Regions from separate parts of the Mus musculus genome. Here regions 2, 3, 4 and 5 are each linked to region 1. Evidence: chromatin contacts called from public Hi-C and promoter capture Hi-C data. All regions are on one chromosome and are shown on one strand. The core of a region is the stretch at or near the end of the contact, and the rest is flanking DNA. Distances in the headings are between cores, read along the strand shown.

Region 1 (2,700 bases), core at 51-2,550:
TTTGTCTAGCAGGCTCAAAGCTTATGACGAAGGCACCTCCTAAATCATGAGTGAGCGCCTGAAGTCTCCTGCACTCGAAACAGTTCACTCCTACAGTCTTCCTTCTGAGTGCTCCCCCTTAGCATAGGATGTCAGACACTGACAACTCCAAAAACAGGACTGTATAAGTAGCGAATTAGCTTCTTCCCTCATAAAGAGCTACTAGAGAAGTGAGAGAATCAAGTGATCCCTGGTCTTCATGCAGTTTTCTCACAGGCTAACGACCACTGGTAATTAAAGAATAACAAAGACGCAGGGCTGCTCAGACGTAATGGGCTCGGAAAAAAAGCCTACACTGATCTGACTACCTCCCTGGTGGGCCGGGGCGATGGGTGGCAGTGTGCAGGTAGAGTCTCAGAGTGAGCAGCTGATGGGCTCGGCCTAGGTGGATCCAATCCCTAAGACGTAAGGTGGGCGGTGCCTACATTGGGGAAGCCGGTTGCCTTGCGGGTGAGTCTGGAACAGAGAAATTTCGGCGTGCAGGACCACAGGGGAACTAGGCAGTCTACACTTGGACCGCCGTGGGCAGAGTCTGCTCTGGGGAGAGTTCCTTTGCTCGCGTGGGCGGGGACGAAAGGAGAGGCGTGGACTCTATAGGCGGGGCTGAGGCGAGCCCCGCCTCTGAGGCGTGCGGTGGGCGGAGCGTACCCCGGAGCCAGCAGCATTGCCTTCGTGGGCGGGGCCTAATGGCCCAAGGAAACCGCCGCTCGCGCGGTCCCGGGTCTCCTCCGCACTGCACGAGCGTCACCGCTACCAGGCTTATGGGGTAGAGTTTTTCGTGCCTGGAAGGCTACAGAATAGTCGCCATACATCTCACATGTGCATTCCCGCTCCTCACTGTCCTTTGCTCTCCTCCCCGTCCCGGCTCAGCGGCCGTGACTTTATCACCTCCGTTGTCCGCACACGCCTCCCTCTCCCCAGTAGCTCCCTCCCTGATGGCTCCACCAAAACCTTCACAGCCCGGCACACGAGCCGGTCCGCACCGAGGGGGTGGGGACAGGCCGCGCAGTGGGCGGGGCGACGCTGCGGAGCGTTAGGGCACGTGGGGCCGTGTCGGCCAATGGCGTGGCGTCGTTGAGGGCGGCGAGGCGGGGAGAGGGCAGCGTGGGGCCGGCGCGGGGCGGGGCCTGGGGCGGGGGCGGGGCCTGCCGGGAGAGGGGCGGAGAGACGCCGCCGCCGCTGCCGCCGCCGCCGCCGCCGCCGCGGCTGCCGCAGCCTCTGGGAGCCTGGAAAAGGGGAAGCGAGAGCGGACGAGCGACTCAGTCCCCGGGCGGCGGCTGCAGCGGCGGCGGCGGCGGCCGGGGCGGCGCGACGGCCGGGCCGGGGGCGCTTCTGCTGCTGCAGCGGCAGTGGCGGCGGGCGGAGGCAGGGGCGGCGGCGGCGGCCCGCACCAGCCATGCCGAATAAAAACAAGAAGGAGAAAGTGAGTCGGGGCCGGGGGCTCCGGGACCGGGTCTGGGGTCCCCGCGTCGGCGGGTAGGGGCGGGGCGGCAGGTCGTCCAGGCTCGCGGGCGGGCCCAGGGCGCTGGCAGGATTGCATGGAGCTGGGGAGGCCGCTCAGGCTCTGAGGTGGCGCTGAGGTGCCGCGGTCGCTCTGGGTGGCGGCTGATGCTCCGTGCAGTGCTCTGCGTGGCGGGGGCTGGGGTGCTGGAGCGTTCCGGACTCGCCCCAGAAACCCTCACTTGTGAGGTTTAAGGGTGGGAGGGGAGAAAGGGATGGGCCGAGAGCTGGGGTTACGTGTCCCTACCTGGAGTTTTCACCTCCCTCCCCCGCCCCCCAACACAGACATGAAGAGAAACGGAATTTGAAGGCTGCTGGTATTGTGAATATACTCAATATGATGTAGTTTGCTGCTGACATATTAAAGCCATCAGAAGCTCTCAGTGATATGTATCAATTTAGAAACTGCATTTGAGCTGATGCTTAGCGGTCCAAATATTGAGAACACTAATGGTTTTTTGTTGTTGTTTGTTTTTGTTTTTTTGTTTTTGTTTTGTGATGATTCCCAGGAACCACCAAAACCGGTGAAAAGTGGAAAAGGTCCAAAAGAAGGACAAGATACAGCAGAAACAGAGGTAACCTCTGGACAAGCTCATTGTTATTCTTGATCAGCCTTTAATCTAGGGTCTAACACGGAGGCTCTACAAACCAAAGTGTTTCTGAAGTCTTTTCTTATGAGTTACTTATCCCCCCCCCCACTCTTTTATTAAAGTGTGCACAGCGAAACTGACATTTTAAAAACAGTTTTGTGGCTTCTAACAGAGCTCAAGCCCTCCCAGTGAACTGGTCTTAAATGGAGTCTCTAGCTTTAGGGTCTGCCCCCTCGTTCCTTTTCTGTGTCTCTGGCTCTCTCAGTGACTTCCACGGTCCTTGCTTTCCTTGCTGCAGCCTCGAACTGGTGTCCTGGGCAAGCTTCTCTTCTGCTGATGTCTGGTCCTTTTCAACTAAGTGTGGATGTGTTTTGGTGGCTCTAATTTGGGTACTTTTTTTTTTTTTTTTAAACAGTCTTCTATTTCCTTTCCCACAAGCTCCTCCATCCTCTTTGGTGAATCCTGACTTTTCTTGCTTCCTGGCTTTGGCTTATTTCAAGAATATCTGGAATGATCCCTTGGGTCATTTGGTGGAATCTGTGATCCTTAATAGAGTTGTGCCCTTGGGGGA
Region 2 (2,700 bases), core at 198-2,697, 2.2 Mb after region 1:
GACATTCAACACTGGCATTCTTAAAGCATAATCTTTCTCACCTGGAGAAAAAGTTCATTGACCTGTGTAACATTCTGCCAGCCTCTCTCCTCCCTCAGTCCTCAGAAGCTGCTGTGCCCCCTACCCTTCCTCCTGTGACAACCCCCCCCATATTCTCCTGTTTACCCCTTGTCTCCGTTCCTGCATCAGCCTTCTCTGCCTGCTTTGCCTTCTGAGCACACCTTCCTGAAAGACCTTATCAGGGATTTCTGCCTGTCCCAGCCACTGCTCAGGAGATCTTGGCCTGAACCACTAACTCTAGATGCCACGTCTACTCGCTTGCCCCCTCCCCACTGTGGCACTGAGTGAGGTAGAGAAGGATATTGTAATCTGCACACAAAGACTGTAAGGCTCTTCTAAGAAGTAGTGTCCAGATCCGAGGCCCTGACTGCTTCAGCCATAGCAACTGAAGAGAGTGTCTATGTCCCTATGTGAAACAGAAGACACAGACCACCATGACCTGCACAGCCAGGGAGGGTAGCAGCAGTGTGGCTGAGGCTGACTGGGAATAGCCTCTCTTCCCCAAGCTGGGGGAGGGGGGGTGTCAGTCCCCCAGAGGGTGTGTCTAGTCTCACTGGTCTTGTGACAGTCCTGCGAACTGCCCCCAGGACAACTAGGAGCCTGACTGCTCTGTGAACCTGTCCCAGGGGTCAGTTAGCACACCCTGGAAGGACACGCACCAGTGGGGGGCTGGGGGGAGCATGCCACACAGGCCTCCCAGCCTCAGGACTTTCCCTTGTCCCTGTTTCCAGTCTGGACTGAGTGGCAGAAACCATCGACCCCGAGGTCTCTTGGAAAGTTGAATCCTCCTCTGCTCCTGTGTCCCTCAAGTTGCTCTGACCCCGAGCGGATGTGGGTACTTCATCTTACACTTGGCGCTGGGCTAGTAGCTAGCTACAGCCACCCAAGAGCTGCATATCCTGGGCCAGCAGGGGTGACTATGTGGCCTGGTGGAGAGAGATCGTCTTAGTTAAGGTGACTTTCTGGGCGGCTCTCAGGAGAACCGTTCCTGGTCCTGGACTCGAGGTTCAAGACGGGAAAACAGGTGATCCCGCAGGCAGATCCTCCAGATTAACGGCAAAGAAACATCTGTGGTTCTGCTTTTGTTAACCGCTCTCTTGCCCCGGAAAAAGCAGCCTCCTCCGCTGTTTGTGCAACCCCAAACCCTAGTCCTAGCAGGCCAGTGGGCAGGGGTAGAGTCCGGGTCGTGCAGCACTGGCACCTCTCACGTCCTAGGGTGTTCTGAGTCATCTGCTTGCCCAAGTCGTGTCGGGGCGTCTAGCACCCTAAGTGCGCGCCATCTGCAGCGACAGCGGCAGGGACAGGGAGCTGTGGCCGCAGGTCACCGAGGTGCGTCACCGCGTGCGCAGGACCCGCCCCCGGCCCGCCCCCCTCTCTAGGCGTCCGCATTTAATGGAGCGAGAGCTCTGGCGGCGGCGGGCTCTCGCTTGGCCCAGAGCAGCAGAGGAGCTAAGCCAGCATGTCCGGGACCCGAGCCTCCAACGACCGGCCCCCCGGCACAGGCGGAGTCAAGAGGGGGCGGCTGCAGCAGGAGGCGGCGGCGACAGGCTCCCGCGTGACCGTGGTGCTGGGCGCGCAGTGGGGGGACGAGGGCAAAGGCAAGGTGGTGGACCTGCTGGCCACGGACGCCGACATCGTCAGTCGCTGCCAGGTGCGGGCCAGGCGCCGAGTCCCTCCCTAACCTGCCCAGCGAGCCTCTCCCCTTCCCCGGGATCCGGACGAACCCCTTCCTCCTGTGCCCTGAGTGGGTCACAGCCTTTTGGATTCCTCCCTCCCAGGAGTACCTTCCCCACTGCCTAAGTCCTCCTTCCCACACACACCCTCTCACACAAAGCTCTTGGCCTCCCACCACCCACCCACCTCCTCCCCAGGGCAATGGCAGGAGCCCGAGCTAAAAATATAAGTCGCTGAGTTGAGGACATGGGATCCTCAGGGGTAGGGCGTTCCAGGGCGGTGATGGTGGGCCCTCCAGTGGGGAAAGCCCCAACGGGGTGGGTCGAGGTACCCTAAGATGCAGCAAAGGGTGAGAGCTGCTTTCTGAGAAGGGGGGTGTCCTCGGCGAGTCAGCCAGGCAGAGACAGGATGAAGATAGGTTTCTAACCTAGAGGAACGCAGGGTCAGGAGCCTAAAGCAGAGTTCAAAGGGGTCTGGCTGACATGGAGAAAGGAGGAGTCACAGATTTCCCGGGCAGGGTGTGACCCGGTGGCTGGTAGTGCTCAGAGAAGGCCAGAGACAGTCTTTGTGCCCTTGGCCAGCTGCAAAGTGCTCTGAGCACCCACATTTGTTCTGACTGACTCTGGACAGCGGGTGGGTACTCTCCTAGGGCTAGCTGCCTGCTCTCCTTAAGTCTCTGTGGTGTTGAGCTGCAGCTAACAGCCACACTGCCTCTGCGGTGCCATCCTCAGCACAGAGGGCTCGGTTTGAGGGAAGATACTCTGTGATACTGGGTTTGGAGCCACACTTATGGCTGCTGACCCAAATGAAGGTGGGAACACCTGCTGGAGTTCTGTCTCCCTGGTTCTGTGGCTTTCTTGCTGAGTTCCCGAGGACTCCTAGGAGGCCTCCGGAGGCATAGCTTGGTTCCCTGGGCCACATTTGCCCAGCTGGGGATGAGGATTTCTGGAAACTCTCTTAAGAATG
Region 3 (2,700 bases), core at 1-2,500, 2.7 Mb after region 1:
AGAACTCCCTCTTCACAGACCTTAGATAAGCAAAGGCAAGCCCTTAGTCACAGATGCCACAAAGAGGCACCTTCCTCAGCACCGCAATGCCCCACGGCTTATGTGGTCTTGGCTTCAGCTTGGGCTTGTGGGAGGGAATCCAAGCGAGCAGGGAGGTACACGGAGGGAGGCCTGGCACTTCAGGAACAAGCATGACCGCCTTGTTCAAGGATAGTCATGATGTTCCTGGGTGACTGAAGAGGTTGGACAATGGGGGACACACTGAGGACCCCTACAAGAATTGGAAAGGATCCCTACACAGGGGTGCAGGGAAGGGCTCACATAGAAGGACCCAAGGCAACCTTGTGAGAAACTCCCAAGGAGCCAGTCCTAGGAGGGCTCACCTTGTCAGGTATGTGAGAGGTCTCTGGAGGTGACCTGGGGTTGCTGAAGACTAGGTGAGCATGGAGCTTGGCGGGGGTGGGGGGAGGGCAGGGAAAGGGTCACCAATGGGTGCTGAGGGCCAGGAGGGAATGGGCCTGGAGAGTGCTGGAGAGTGCCACTGGAGGATGCCCGAGTCATTTGGGAGGGGTCGTGGAGAGCCTCCCAGGTAAGCTGAAAGACCATGTAAGAGGGCCATCCAGGGATGTCGAGGACCACTGAGGGTTAAAGAAGGGCCACCCAGTGGGTGCCGAGGTCCAGGCGGGCGTGGGCCTGGAGAGTGCCACTGGAGGATGCCAAGTATCATTCCGGAGGGGTCGCAGGAGGGCCATCAATGATGTGGAGGGCCAGCCACTCTAGGCGGGTTGCAGGAGTGCGTCCCAGGGACGCAGGGTGTGGGCCTGCCGAGGAGGACCACCTGGGGATGCCAAGGGCCACTCCAGCAGTGGCTTCGAAGGACCTCCAAGGGATGAGCAGCTGACCCAGGGATGCCGAGGACCACTTTGGAGAGGATGCAGGAGGGCCACTCGGGATGCCAGGGCCACGAAAGCGTGGGGCTCCGGATGGCCACCCGGGGATGCTGAGAGCCAGGCAGGAGGGGTCGTGGGAGGGCGATCCGGGGATGCCGAGGACCAGGCGAGCTAAGGGCTCAGAAGGGCCACTCGGCCAGGGGCACGCGGGCCGGCGCGGCGCGGGGTCGGGTAACGGCCCGCGCGGTGGGCGGCGGCGCCCGAGGCCCCTCCCCGCCGCCCGCGGCCGCTCCTCCTCTTCCTCTCCCGCCCGCGCCGCGGCCCTCCCGTCCCTGCGCGGCCTCGGCGGCCTCGGAGGCGGCGGCGGCGGCGGCGGCGGAGCAGCGCGGTCCCTTTAAACCGCCCGCCGGCGCCCCCGCGCCCGCCCCCGCCCCGGCCCGCGCCCGGCCCGCCGCCCGCGCTCGCGCCCCGCGCCCCGCGGCCCCGCCGCCGGCCCGGACATGGCCGCCAACATGTACAGGGTCGGAGGTAAGGCCCCGCCACGGCCTTTATGCGCCGCGGGCCCACCGCCCGCGCCTCCCGGCCCCGCCGCGGCCTCCGCGCCTCCCCCACGCCGCCCTCGCGCGCGGCCCGCGCCCCTCCCCCCCGTCCCGCCCCCGTCGCGCTCGCGCCCCGCCCGCGAGGCTCGGTTCTGGTCTCCGGTGCTCGTCCCGGCCCAAAATGGCCCCTGGGCTGCCGGTGCCGGGGCGCGCGCGCGCGGGGCGCCGAGCGGCGCTGGGAGGGGGCTATGCCCACCTGTTGGGGACCGGGGGTGGCCCGCGGGACGCAGGCGGAGTAGCGGCGAGTGGCCAGGGTGGCCAGGGCATCCCGGGGGCCGGCGGGCCCGGCGGCGGGAGGCCTGGGCCTGGGTCCGGGCCGGAGCCCCTGAGCAGGAGCACGTGCCTCTGGAGCTCTGGCTGCGGTCCCGCGAGCAGGAGTTTCGGGGTCTGGGGGGCAAGCGGTCTCCTCAGGGGGCCGTGCAGGGCCCGCTAGGTGTGCAGGCACCGTGAGTCCTGTTGCAGGGGCCACGAGCCCGTCCCAGCCGAGGGCTTTCCTTAGCAGGGATTCCTGGGGGGGAGGGTTGGCTACAGCAGGGGGCCTACATCCCAAGTGCAGGTCTGAATCACCCCAAACTTTTCTCTGCCTTACTGCTCACCCCTGCCTAGCAAGGAGGCACTTTCCTGGCCTTTGGAAGGCCAGAGGTCCCTACTGACCTGGGGCCATGAGAGCCTGTCTGCCCGGGCTGGTCCCCCAGTTGTTGGGCCCTGGGAAGAAGCCCTTTGCCCAGTTTGTGTATGTGTGTGTGTGACCAGGATACTCCGGAATGGCCTTGCACACATCCAGGCCATGCTGACCCTTATAGTTATCCCATAGCCTTCTTCTGCTCTCTCTCTGGACTTGGAGACCCTCCTGGTCACAGCCTAAATGTGGATGAGTCTGCTGCTGTCCCCCACTAGCAAACTTGGGCTTTGCTGTGAGAGTGTGCTTGAGTGCAAGACCACCCCGAAACACCCATCAACCACTCCTACGGAAGACCCCGACCCCTGAGTGCCTAGGTCATTTCCTTCCATCTCACACCAGCGGGACCCAGCCAGCTCAGTTCTGTGGCTTGGGGCACAGGGGTGCAGCTATCTCCACACGGATGGCTCATCCTCCCACAGCAGGCCTCCCACAGCAGGGGCCTCTCAGGGAATCCCTGATCTCACACCTTTGCTCTCTGCCAGGACCTGCCACAGGTCATACAGCCTGGGGTCATATGAGGAGGGGCTGG
Region 4 (2,700 bases), core at 72-2,571, 2.7 Mb after region 1:
CTGGGCGAGGCCATTTGCTGTGTGGCAAGGGGCCAGGAAGGAGGAGACCCTGAGGCAGAATAGCTGAAGGTATCCAGATGAGCAGAGGAAGGTCTGCAGCAAAACACAGGGAGGGTCAAGGTAAAGGTGAGCCCGCAGTCTCCGCACTTCCGGAGGGCGTGGCCATCCTGTAGACCGCCGTTAAACTGGCAGGTGCCAAGGGACAGCTCTGCCCCTCCCTCTCACCTCACTTTCCTTTTCCGCACCGCACCCTCTCCCTCTCCACCTGCCTCTTCTTTCCTAGCTTTGAGATGCAGAGTACACGCAGTACTGTCTGTCCGCTGCTCCAACTATTTTTGGTGGCGACATCGAGGGCACAAAGCTTAGTTTGTGTCCGCTCGAGCGTTCAGGTCTCGCCCCAGCAATTCTTCCTGCCACTCGTCGCCTACAGGCTTGTCTCTGGATCACCGTTGGCAGCGTCCGGCCTTTGTCCGGCCCTCCTCCACACGCACTGGCGCACATAATGTGATCTTTCGCATCCGGCTTCCCACAGAGGCTGCTCTGGCTTCACCTAGGTTGTAGCCACGTAGTAGGCTCATGCCGGTTGCGGAGGATAGTTGCCGACTGCATGTCTTTCCCCGTGCATCAGGTTGCACTCTGGGTTCATTCTGCCATTGTCATGTAGCTACTGTGAATCCTTGCGGGATTCTCAAAGCTTACCAAGATTGCTCCTGAAGGGCTGAGTGCAAAACTAAGTTCAACCTTAAAAGAGAGGGCCGCACCCTTTTATGAAGTGGAGAATTTTCCTTAAAAACTGCTCTTCTAGTGGCTGGAGGAAGAATGAATATGGGGACAAGGAAGTCTGGGGCTGGCTGTACATGAGAGGGAGGATGGCTTTCCGAAGAGACTTCTGGCGACGTGGCCCCCGGAACTCCCCACCCACTTCGCAGGGCTCAGCTGCTTCTCGCGGAGGCCTGGCGACCCCTGGCGGCGGGTTCCTTCCAGGGCGGCTTCGCAGAGACACTCCCTTCGTGGCTGGGTGGAGCCACATTGCTCCTTCCTCCGCTCCTCCAGGGAACACCTCGGGCGCATGCGCGCCCTCCAGCCTCGCGCTTCCCTAGCCCGGGGTTGCTAAGGCGGTTGATAAGTCGAGGTGCTGATTGGTGAGTTCCAACGGAGTTGGCACCTCCAATCCCCGCCCCCGACCCCGGAAGTGCCTGCCTACGGGATAGACTGGTAGGCACTCAAACGCCAGAGTCATCGTTCATTGGGCCTGAGGGGAGAAGGCGGGCCTCATCCGGAACTGTGATTGGTCGGGGTCCCGAGCGGGCAATCCGAGGCTGTCTAGTGCTGGCTGTATGCGGCGGCGGCGGAGCCGGGTGGAAGGGGCTGCCCGGGCCCTGCCTGAGGCTGTCGCCGCGCTGAGTCGGTGCCTGCCTGCTGGGCCCAGCCCAGAAATCTTCCGCCGCGCCAAGTTCGATCGACCTGAGGCGGTGAGGCTATTCGAGTAGGCGGTCGGGGTCGGGGCAGGCGTTGCCTGGGCTGATGTAGGTGACACCTGATACCCGCTGACTACAAACTCCTCGTTTGCTTCAGGCTCCAGTGCTCTGGCAGCTTCTCTTGCGCGTGCTCTCACCGCTTGCTGCAAACAATACCTGGACCGACCTTGCCCCAGGTAAGCCCCGCCCTCTCAGAAAGCCGCTCCCCAAGGCTATTGTAGTTTTGTCTTAACCCACCAAGTCCCGCCCCATCAAAGCTCCTCTGTTGTTTCCTCCCTTCCTGCAGGCACCTGCTCCTCTCGCTGTTGCGCCCACTTCCATTAGTATAAGTTCCCACTAGCCTTTACCACGCTTACCTGGGTAGTAGTGGCTTTATCACTCCAGTGAAACGCTGAGACTGGCCAACCACTCACAGAAATCCTGCCCGTTGGTTATCACTTTGCCTCCTCATAGACTCTCAGATCTCGCCTCCTTAGTCCACGCTTAGCAGGTTCTAAGCTTAGGGGGTGCTCTCAGGTCCCCAGAGGGATCCAGGTGAAATCTCCAGGTTAGCACCCCCTGATCTGATCATTTCCCACTCCAGAGGCCCAAGCCTGTGTGGTGAAATCAGCACTGGGCTCCCAAGGCTACCCCAGGTCTGTGCTGCTACAATTTCCAGACGGCAGTTCTCAGGGAAGCCGGGAACTGCTGTTGGCCCTGTCTTGGCTCCTCGCCCGAGGACCCTTGCTTGAGCAGCTGCTTGCCCAGACCCGTGTGCAGCTGGGTGACCAGTTGCCCCAGTGGGAGGTGAGTATGTAATTGAGGGTGTCAGAGCCCTGCTTTGCCCAGAACCCGTGGATTTCTCCGGGCTTCCAGCTCATGTGGTATTTGCCCTTGGTGTGGTTCTCATCCAGCTTTGAAGCTGAGGATGTACGTCAGTAGTACAGCTTCCCTGTCCTGGTCCTTCCTCGAGATATGGGATGTATAGCAGGGCTGACTCTTGTTCCCTCTCTACTGTGAGGCCCCAACCAGTCCTGGTCCTCCTGCACCCTTTGTGGAACCAAAGAGCCCCGTGGATCTCCGACTAGTGGAATGGCTGATGGGAAGGCTGCGGTTTAGGTGGCGATGCCTGATCTCTAGTCAGCAGGAGCAGTGTATCCTCCTCAGCAAGGTAATACAGGCACATGGCTCTTCACCCTGTGCCCAGGCTGCCTTTCCCTGGGGTCCATCTCTGTCACCACTA
Region 5 (2,700 bases), core at 129-2,628, 2.5 Mb after region 1:
CTGCCTACCCTCCACCCCAACCCCCACCCCCCTCCCAGCTATGACTATGGCTATGGCGGGCCGCTGCCTGCTCAACTGAGCTCTGGTTACCAATGCCATCAGCGGAAATGTGCTGGTGGGATGCCAGCCAAAGCTGTAAAGCCACCCCACAGCACTTCCCAGGAAGTGAGGGCGAACGAACCAGCCTGGACCGTCCACAGCCCACCAGAACCCCAGGTCCTGGGTATGAAAGAGCCACATGGCTACCCCATGTCACCAGCCGAGGAAAGGGAAAAGAAGTGTGATCCCCCACACACACCCCGTGTCTCTACCCTTTGTTCCTCAACTGAACCCAGTTGCTCCCTCAAGCCTGTATTACCTCACTGCACTCTGGGAGAAGAATTCCCTAGCCTAGTGGGTAGGTGGAAAGGACCTCCACACAGCAGACACACCAGAGGCAAGGGAATTTGCAGGCTGGAGGCCACAACACTGGTGAGAGAAATGGAGTGGGAGAGCTGGGCAAACGCCAAGCCCTGGGCGGTCTGATCTAAGCTGAAACCCAGTCAGGGCTACATTGATCAGGTCAGGAAAATTGTGTATCAGACAGCATAGAGAATGGAAATGGGCAACGTGCCAGGGGCCTACTAGACAGGGCCATGCAGGGTAGAGGAGAAGGAAGACCATGGGGTAAGACGAAAGAGAAGAGGCAGCAAGTAGGTTCAACAAATGTTTTCTGTGTGCCTACTAGGTGCCCAACGGTGTCATGTGAGATAGCTATGTATGGCCCTGTTGTTCTGGGAGACAGACACCTGGGAGCTGCGAAAGACTGAGTTGAAGAGGTTTCTTCGTGACAGCAGACTTTCTGTTAAGGCTTGAAGGAGGAGCTAGAAAGAAGGCGCAAGGAGGGTATCTGCAATTGTGGGGTTCCCCAAGAGTTCTTCCTGCCCTGATCCAAGAGTTTTCCTGCCCTGATACCCAGAGTAATCAATGGGTCTAACTGCATAAAAGTATCGATGGGCGGTCAGAAATGGAGGGCCAGTCAAATCTTCCTCAGGAAAGAGCGATTCTCTTTGCATGTCCTTCCTTGGCCATTCCGGGTTGACCGACTGGCCGTCAGGACTGCAGGAGGGCGGAGCTCAAGCTCTGAGAATCCGCTCAGGGCGGAGTCGTGAGCTCGGGGGGCGGGGCCGGGGCCGCAACGCGGGGGGCGGGGGGAGAGCGCGGAGACACGCGAGTGGGGCGGATCACCTGGCGGTAGTGCAGCGTGAAAGGCCGCAGGTAGGGCGAATGGGCACAGAGGCCCACGGCCACCCCGTCGATGCGCTCCATGGTGGCGCAGAGCAGATTCTTCCGCGGATCGAAGCCGGCGGGCGCGTCTACGCACTTCTGGGCATGCCCAGTTCACACGCGGGGCGGGCCGGGGGGCGGGGCGGAGGGCGGGCCACAGAGTCCAGGTAGCACCTGCGGGAGTGCTGCGCGCGAGGGAGGCGCTTTCAGACAAGTCCCCAAGCCAGCATAAAGGGGAAGCGAACTGAGTAGGGTGGAGAGGGCTTCGTAGTATATGAAGCCTCCAACGGGTGGAAATCAGAGGGGATCACCGGGGTAGGTCAGCTGAGCGGGAGTCTGTTTGGCCGGGGTTAGCAACAAACTCACCCCCTTCCCAAGTCTGGGGAGCCAGGGCCCCCACTGAAGCGTACAGAAGGGGAGAATAGAAGACAAATCTGAAGAGAAAAGGCTGGTGAAGGAAGGCCCCGGGAAGAGCACTAGCCACACAGAGGCTGACCTGACCCTGTTTGAGAGAAAGTGCGACTTCCTGTCTCTGTTCTTCACAAAGGCCATGTTGCTGCACACATTTCACAACAGCTGTTCAGGGCCCCAGATCTGCTCCATCACTATGTCAATCCAGATGCATCCAAAGTTCCAGGCCACTCTAGATTCAAGGAGAGAGGACTTCACTATATGGGACACATGGTTCACAGAGAGCCATTCTTAAAGACTACACACACACACACACACACACACACACATACACACACACACACACACACATCCCTCTCCTAAAGTACTGAACTTTCCAGGCTTTGGCCTGGCCACCTAGTGTCCTGGAGGTCAGAGTGACTATCAACCAAGAGCTCCTCTAGTCCCCGAAACCAAAGCCCTCAGGTGTCTTCCTTTATTTCAGAGGCCTCCTGGCAGACTTTCTCCCTAGAGTGTGTGTAGACAATAGGGACCAGTCACAGAGTTCTCACTGCTATAACCAGTAGTTCAGGCAAAGGAAGATGTTAAAGGGCCCAGTGTCACTGGCCGGGGGCTACCTGTGCTCACTGGGCCTGCCTGAGAGGAAAACAGAAAGCCCCCACAACTCTACAGATCATTGTAGGGGGAAAGTCACATTTGAATGTTAGTATAAACTGAGGTGAGTAGAGTTTCTGGGATCCCTGGGCCACAGGAAAGGGCTACCTGTGTGCAGGAGCAAGAAATATGTCTGTCCAAGGGGCTTTGGCCAGGGCCCAGAGTGGTACTGTTAGATAGCTGATCATTGTCCCCATGGGAGCAATGCAGGAGCCTGGATGGAGAGGGGTTTGTCAAAAGTGGGTGGGGTGAGGTGGGAAGGCACCATGCTGCCAATGCCCAAGACTTAGAGAAACCATCTCTGTGTTCGGCAAGCCGTTTCCTGGAGTTCCAAAGACCCCGTTGAACACATGTCCAGGACAGTGCAGA

Evidence for each region. Promoter capture Hi-C pulls out the DNA fragments that hold promoters and counts their contacts. A called contact is a pair of places that touch in the nucleus more often than the background predicts. Capture Hi-C pulls out chosen DNA fragments and counts their contacts.
Region 2: a promoter capture Hi-C map of pre-B cells shows a contact between it and region 1, with 3 times the contacts expected there. The contact joins the promoter of Adssl1 here to the promoter of Ppp2r5c in region 1.
Region 3: a promoter capture Hi-C map of liver shows a contact between it and region 1, with 2.7 times the contacts expected there. The contact joins the promoter of Mta1 here to the promoter of Ppp2r5c in region 1. A contact is called at or near these places in 2 of 39 promoter capture datasets (both in liver).
Region 4: a contact with region 1 is called in a promoter capture Hi-C map of adipose tissue, with 2.7 times the contacts expected there. The contact joins the promoter of Tedc1 here to the promoter of Ppp2r5c in region 1. A contact is called at or near these places in 1 of 39 promoter capture datasets (liver), 1 of 115 datasets of contacts at active chromatin or transcription factors (bone marrow-derived dendritic cells) and 2 of 9 other capture datasets (adipose tissue and liver).
Region 5: a contact with region 1 is called in a Hi-C map of B cells, with 5 read pairs. The contact joins the promoter of Nudt14 here to the promoter of Ppp2r5c in region 1.

The regions. Positions count from the first base shown.
Region 1 is chr12:110,445,924-110,448,623 of GRCm38.p6, forward strand. It overlaps Ppp2r5c (protein phosphatase 2, regulatory subunit B', gamma), which reads left to right and starts at 1,301. Exons shown (of 16, transcript NM_001373949.1): 1 at 1,301-1,462; 2 at 2,049-2,114. The coding sequence starts at 1,436.
Region 2 is chr12:112,618,600-112,621,299 of GRCm38.p6, forward strand. It overlaps Adssl1 (adenylosuccinate synthetase like 1), which reads left to right and starts at 1,448. Exons shown (of 13, transcript NM_007421.2): 1 at 1,448-1,711. The coding sequence starts at 1,520.
Region 3 is chr12:113,097,028-113,099,727 of GRCm38.p6, forward strand. It overlaps Mta1 (metastasis associated 1), which reads left to right and starts at 1,251. Exons shown (of 21, transcript NM_001364622.1): 1 at 1,251-1,418. The coding sequence starts at 1,391.
Region 4 is chr12:113,155,100-113,157,799 of GRCm38.p6, forward strand. It overlaps Tedc1 (tubulin epsilon and delta complex 1), which reads left to right and starts at 1,322. Exons shown (of 8, transcript NM_134041.3): 1 at 1,322-1,472; 2 at 1,576-1,654; 3 at 2,062-2,264; 4 at 2,479-2,628. The coding sequence starts at 1,338.
Region 5 is chr12:112,940,764-112,943,463 of GRCm38.p6, forward strand. Nudt14 (nudix (nucleoside diphosphate linked moiety X)-type motif 14) reads right to left here and starts at 1,379. Exons shown (of 5, transcript NM_025399.4): 1 at 1,228-1,379. The coding sequence starts at 1,308.